Linked DNA regions of Danio rerio: region 2 is linked to region 1. Evidence: chromatin contacts called from public Hi-C data. All regions are on one chromosome and are shown on one strand. The core of a region is the stretch at or near the end of the contact, and the rest is flanking DNA. Distances in the headings are between cores, read along the strand shown. Region 1 holds the start of gbx2 (gastrulation brain homeobox 2). Region 2 overlaps agap1 (ArfGAP with GTPase domain, ankyrin repeat and PH domain 1).

Evidence for each region. Hi-C and Micro-C count contacts between places; a contact is called where the count stands out from the background.
Region 2: a Hi-C map of an unstated tissue shows a contact between it and region 1, with 3 times the contacts expected there. The contact joins the enhancer-like site here to the promoter of gbx2 in region 1. A contact is called at or near these places in 4 of 18 Hi-C or Micro-C datasets (caudal fin, embryo, hematopoietic stem cells and 1 more) and 2 of 4 datasets of contacts at active chromatin or transcription factors (caudal fin and embryo).

Annotation. Positions count from the first base shown.
Region 1 is chr6:17,047,557-17,050,305 of GRCz12tu, forward strand. It overlaps gbx2 (gastrulation brain homeobox 2), which reads left to right and starts at 1,369. Exons shown (of 2, transcript NM_152964.1): 1 at 1,369-2,291. The coding sequence starts at 1,781.
Region 2 is chr6:17,217,591-17,220,339 of GRCz12tu, forward strand. It overlaps agap1 (ArfGAP with GTPase domain, ankyrin repeat and PH domain 1), which reads right to left. Exons shown (of 18, transcript XR_012407728.1): 4 at 1,310-1,395. Among named protein-coding and RNA genes, the nearest start is that of gbx2, 170 kb to the left of the region's middle. Within about 2 kb of position 1,336, at least 14 of the 62 cell types and tissues checked have an H3K27ac peak or open chromatin away from gene starts, as enhancers often do.

The DNA.
Region 1 (2,749 bases), core at 119-2,618:
ATTCATTATTTAATCCCCCTTCCCCCCTAAAACATTGATGATTTCATTATGATGTCTATGAATTTTACCTTTACTGATACATGATTGCATGTATGAATTGCACAGAGCACTGTGTGAATGAAGGCTCTTGACTGCTGATTCACAGGTATCTGAGGTGTCTGAAATGACATATGTGATGACTGACTGCTATAAAGGGCCGTGACTCATGTCATTATGAACAGCCTGTTATAGTGTCATCTGTGAGTTCTCAGTTACAGATTCAGTTAAACGTAGAAACCATATTTGCAATGCAAAAAGAGACATTTTCTGTGAGATTTATACCTCATCTTAATAAATTTACTGACTAGATAGTGAATTAAAATAATATTAAAACAAATACCAGTTTACAGTTGCAAGCAGTAAAAGGCATTTGTTTGTGTACAGTTAAATGACTGCACTGTAAAAAAATACTTTTGTGACAACATTTGTTTTAGTTAATTGTAATGTATGAAAATTAAGTTGGCACATGATTAACTTAGTTTAATAAGTTTCGCAAGCTGTTTTAAGTCAGTTCAATTTAATGTAAGTTGAAATGACTCATGGGGTTAATTTGATTCAACTTAAAAGTTTAAGGCAATCAGTATTTTTACAGTGTGGAAGTGGATGACAGCAGAAGTCTTACATTTAGAAGTTACAAATTGTCTTTCTATTAAGGTGGATTTTGAGTTCAGTAAAAATATCCCAGTCACACTTTAATTTAAGGTGTAAATCTTGCTATTAGCAAACCACGTTTAGCTCAACTATTAGTTTTCTGCTTATTAAAATAGTTATTAAGGTAGTAGTTGGGTTTATGTATTGAACAGGATTAGGGTTGTAGAATAGTATTATTCATTATAAATACTAATAAACATCTTAATAATAAGCAGATAATATGGCAGTGGTTAATAGAACTCAGTTAAAGTGTTATCAAAATTCTAAAGTAGGAATTTTAGATTTGCTTTTTTTTTTTTTTTGCTTTGTAATTTTTAAAAGATATTTACAAAATGACATGTTAGAGTATGCAAACACTCTGACCATACTGTACGTATGGTTTACATTATACAGATTGCATTAACACAACCATAATCCATCGCAGAGCCGAAAAATACGCATCAGATCACGTCTCACATGATTCTTGTTTTGACTGTTTGGGAATGTGAGACTGTGTTAGTGACGTTCTAATTTAAGAGACAGCAGCAGCGCTCGAGGCTCCGGCGCGTCAGGACAGCTTCACGTAACCGGAGGAGAGCAGACCAATAGCAGGCGCGGAGGCGCGGTGGGCGCGGCCAGAGCTCATGGTGGAGACGCTTAAACCGAAGGAGCGTAATTCAAACTCACACTTCAGTTGATGATCACAGCTGATGCTGCGAGGAGCAATTTATTGTGACTTCCATCAGGTCGAAATGAAACGCGGCCAAGCAGAAGGGACAAGGACGCTGAAATAACTCAAGGGAGGACGATAAAGCTCATGTGAGATGCTCGACCTTTTTCTCGCCCAGACTTTTCTCAGCCAGGGAGTTGTCTGTGTTTCAATGCACTTGTCTCGCTCTGTTCTTACGGCGAACTGGCTCTGAATCGAGGAAGAAGAAACAGATGCAACGGTTTTATGAACCGCACACACAGAATCGTTCAGAGGATTACCAAAAGCTCAGAGAGTGTCAGTGTATGACGCTGTCCAGCAGTGAGATTCCAATCTGAGAAGCGCAGTGGAGAAAGCTTCTCCCAGACTTCAGGACTTCAGAAATTGTCCACATTAGATCATATGAGTGCAGCTTTCAGCACACCGTTCATGATGATGCAGCGTCCGGTGGGAAGCACCACTGCATTCAGCATTGACTCGCTCATCGGCGGTCCGCCGCAGCCCAGTCCGGGACATTTCGTGTACACAGGTTATCCCATGTTCATGCCATACCGGTCAGTGGTGCTTCCTCCGCCGCCTCCTCCACCCCCTCCAACACTCCCCCAAAGCGCTCTCCCTACGACCCATCCGCACCACCCGATCCCGGGCTTACCCAGCAGCTTCTGCTCCAGCCTGGCGCAGGGCATGGCACTCACATCCACGCTAATGGCCACGTTACCCGGCGGCTTCTCCTCCTCGCCGTCCCAACAGCACCAAGACGCGGCGAGGAAGCTCGGCTCTCAGTCTATTCACGCCATGTTCGACAAATCTCAGGATATTCGTTTGGATGGAGAGGATGGGAAAACGTTTGCGACGAAAGATTCGACGAGCATTCCGTCCTTCCACGATTCGCAGTCCGTACACACCTCTACAGGTGAGACTAAACTCTGCACGCAATTGTTTTCACAGTGAATACTTTTATATTAAACTAACATAGACAACGGATTTTAAAAGTCTTTATAAATGAAATTTGTATGTTTAAAAACGCCATAAGTGAAACTGGCAGGTTACTGATTTATGCGTTCTCCAATTAAAAATAAAATGTTTTTAAAAGCTAATCTTAAAATAATTTAAATTATTTATTATTCAATATTCGTAACGTCTCGTGTTTGAAATAAATGGTTGGCTACTCTTAAACCGCTTTCTGTAAGCTAGAATACATTTTCCAACTTAAAAAATAATTTAGTTGCACCGAGGAGGGTCAAAAATGTAGGACAGAAATAATTATACAAATCCGTACAATAAGGAATTCAGTGTCAAACACGTAAATTAAAAGCCCCTATGAAGATTTTGAGGGAATAGTGCCTGAGGCCGAGCTGCCATCAGTGACTA
Region 2 (2,749 bases), core at 86-2,585, 170 kb after region 1:
AAAAACGAAAACTGAATGTTGTTCTGTGTCCATGATGGAACTTGCTGGCATTTAAAAGACATGTTCCTCACGTCTCATTTGTGTATAAGATAATATAATAAACAGAGAGATTTACTCTTTGTTATGAAACATATTTTTAAAAATAAGCTTGAAAAGTTGTCGTTAGCAAGGTGGTGCTGACGTCACAGGTGAGCGCCCCGATGCCACTGTCGTCTGTTTATAGCCTAATGTTAGCTTTTCAATTCTTGTATTTGCATTTAAGATCAAAAAGTGTTTAAAGTTGTATTTTCGTGTGAGGATTATCCGGCTGGACAAAACATGTAAGTGTGATGAACAGTGTTTGAACACAGCTTATTATTCGCAATCTTCAAAAAGCCTATGGGAAAATCCTATAGGTATTTTATCGAGGTAACTAGTTTTATGCTAGCAGCCTATTCGCCTACAAGGTGACGTCATAGTTCCTCCACTCTATTGTGGGCATAGTTCAGTAGTGCAATTCTGATTTGGCAGAATGAAAGTGTGCTCACTCAATTGGTTAGTTATAAAGCCCAGGTCAGATCACACGATTTCGGCCTGATTTCTTTGATGTAGGGTGTCATGTGAAGTCGTGAATCACAAATGTATGTCTTGAAACAAGATTCAATCGTTTCTTCTGGTGTAATGTGGCATAGTTGACAACAACTGATACTCATGCCTGCAATGCCTCACAACACCATCGCAGAAAGTCTAGGCTGTTTAATTTTCTGAAGCATAGCGAACTGGTTTTGAAGCACTTCACCTCAGATATTATTCGTTATTATTGTTTACATACAATTGAAGACAGAATCATTAGTCACCTTCAAAAAAGTCACCTTTATCTTGGAAAACCTGAAGGAGCCTAAATTAACAATAAATGTTTGGGTGAACTCTCTTTTGGGAAACCACATTTCCATTTCAGGCAAGCATGCAAATGTGAAGCAACCAATGCTCAAGAAATCTATACAGAAAACTGGAATCCCTATTAAAAAGATGCACTGGAATGATTGTAGCCCTTAAAATGACTGAAACTAGCAGACTGAGACACCATAAAATTCACAGAGCATGAGGAAAAAGGCTACATGACACTTCCTGTTAGCATTTTTAGGAATCATTTGGTCTAAATAAATGGCATCAGCCTTGTGCAAACCCTATTACATCACAGCTCCCTGTAAAACAAATCTAAAATATAGTTTTAAACAAAAAAATGTTCTGGATATGACAAAGCATTATTAATCAGAGCACCATCCTCTAGTGTAATGAAGCCCTATGCATTTTGGGCTGTACTTCCTACCTGAGCCTCCGGAGGTCCCCCTTCATCCCTGATTAGGAGGAGGTAACTTTGTCCGTCCACCACAATCTCCTTTTTAAAACGGCCTCCTGTCCAATAAAAGAGGTCAATTAGTCTGATGTCGAAAGAGTCTGATGATGGAAAACATTCACTGCTATACTACTAAGACATTGATGAATTGATGGACTGTTGATTGACATGAAAATGAAGAAGGGCATATATGTTATCATTTTGTTATTTGCTATAATTTTCTTTTATCAGGACAATTTGTGCTACAAATCAGTGTTCAGAATCATTTAATACAAGTTAAATTAAGTACTCTAACTCTGTTCACTAGTTCAGAATTTATTAAAGGGGTGGTCCACTACGATATCATATTTTAAACTTTAGTTGATGTGTAATGTAGCTGTGTAAATATAAACAACATCTCTCAATGCGCTTAAAAGTTCAATTTAAAAAACGAAGACAATGGCTTTTACAAAGTTAGCTTAGCAAAGAAAAACTAGACTGAAGCAGTTTCAATTTACTAGAACTTCCATGTTAAGCTGCTTTGACACAATCTACATTGTAAAAGTGCTATAGAAATAAAGATAAATTGAAGTGAATAATCCATTGGAAGCTCTGTACGCAGCTTTCAAACATGGTGAAACAAAAGCAAGACAATAGTTTTTATAAACAAGGAACACCATCTTTTTTGGTTGTTTTGTTTTTTTAAGGTCTTTCCGATGTCAAAAATGCTTGTACAAAACATACTGTTTCGGTAGCCATTATTTTGAGAAGTAAATCGCTTGTTTGGCCTTCTTGCAGACATCACATGCGTCATTAAAATAAATATGAGTGATGAGATGTCGAGATAAACGTGTCTCTTGTCCTTGACACCACAGATTTAAAAGCCAAAATCACAACTAAACAGTGATTAACGCAACAGACAAACAAAAATGTTTTAAAGCAACATAATATGAGCGTTTGCAGTTGTGGCATTTAGACTTTGAAATTAACTTTATGTTGTTGTACAGTATTTAAATGACCTTATGATCATGTAAAATATGACATGTCAAGTTTAGTTTTTGCTGTCTTGTGTATATTTGTGACTAATAATCTAAAGTATTTCCATACACTGCAAAAATATCTGTTAATAAACAGTTCCCTATATTTTGTGATGTTTCCCCCATTTATTTAAGGTTGTGAATTGCATTATAAGACCTTGATCTCTGCTCTGTCGACTTATGATGTTGACAATTCAACTTTACAGTTTAACAAAGTGACGTTTATTGATATTTTAGTAGTTTGAAATGATAATTTAGACCCTTTCTCTCACAACCTGATGCGGAGAGGCTTATCCATGCCTTTATCACATCATTTCTTGATTTCTGTAATTCACTTTTCACAGGTTTACCAACAAGTTCTCTCAGAAGATTACAGTATTTTCAAAATTCCGCTGTA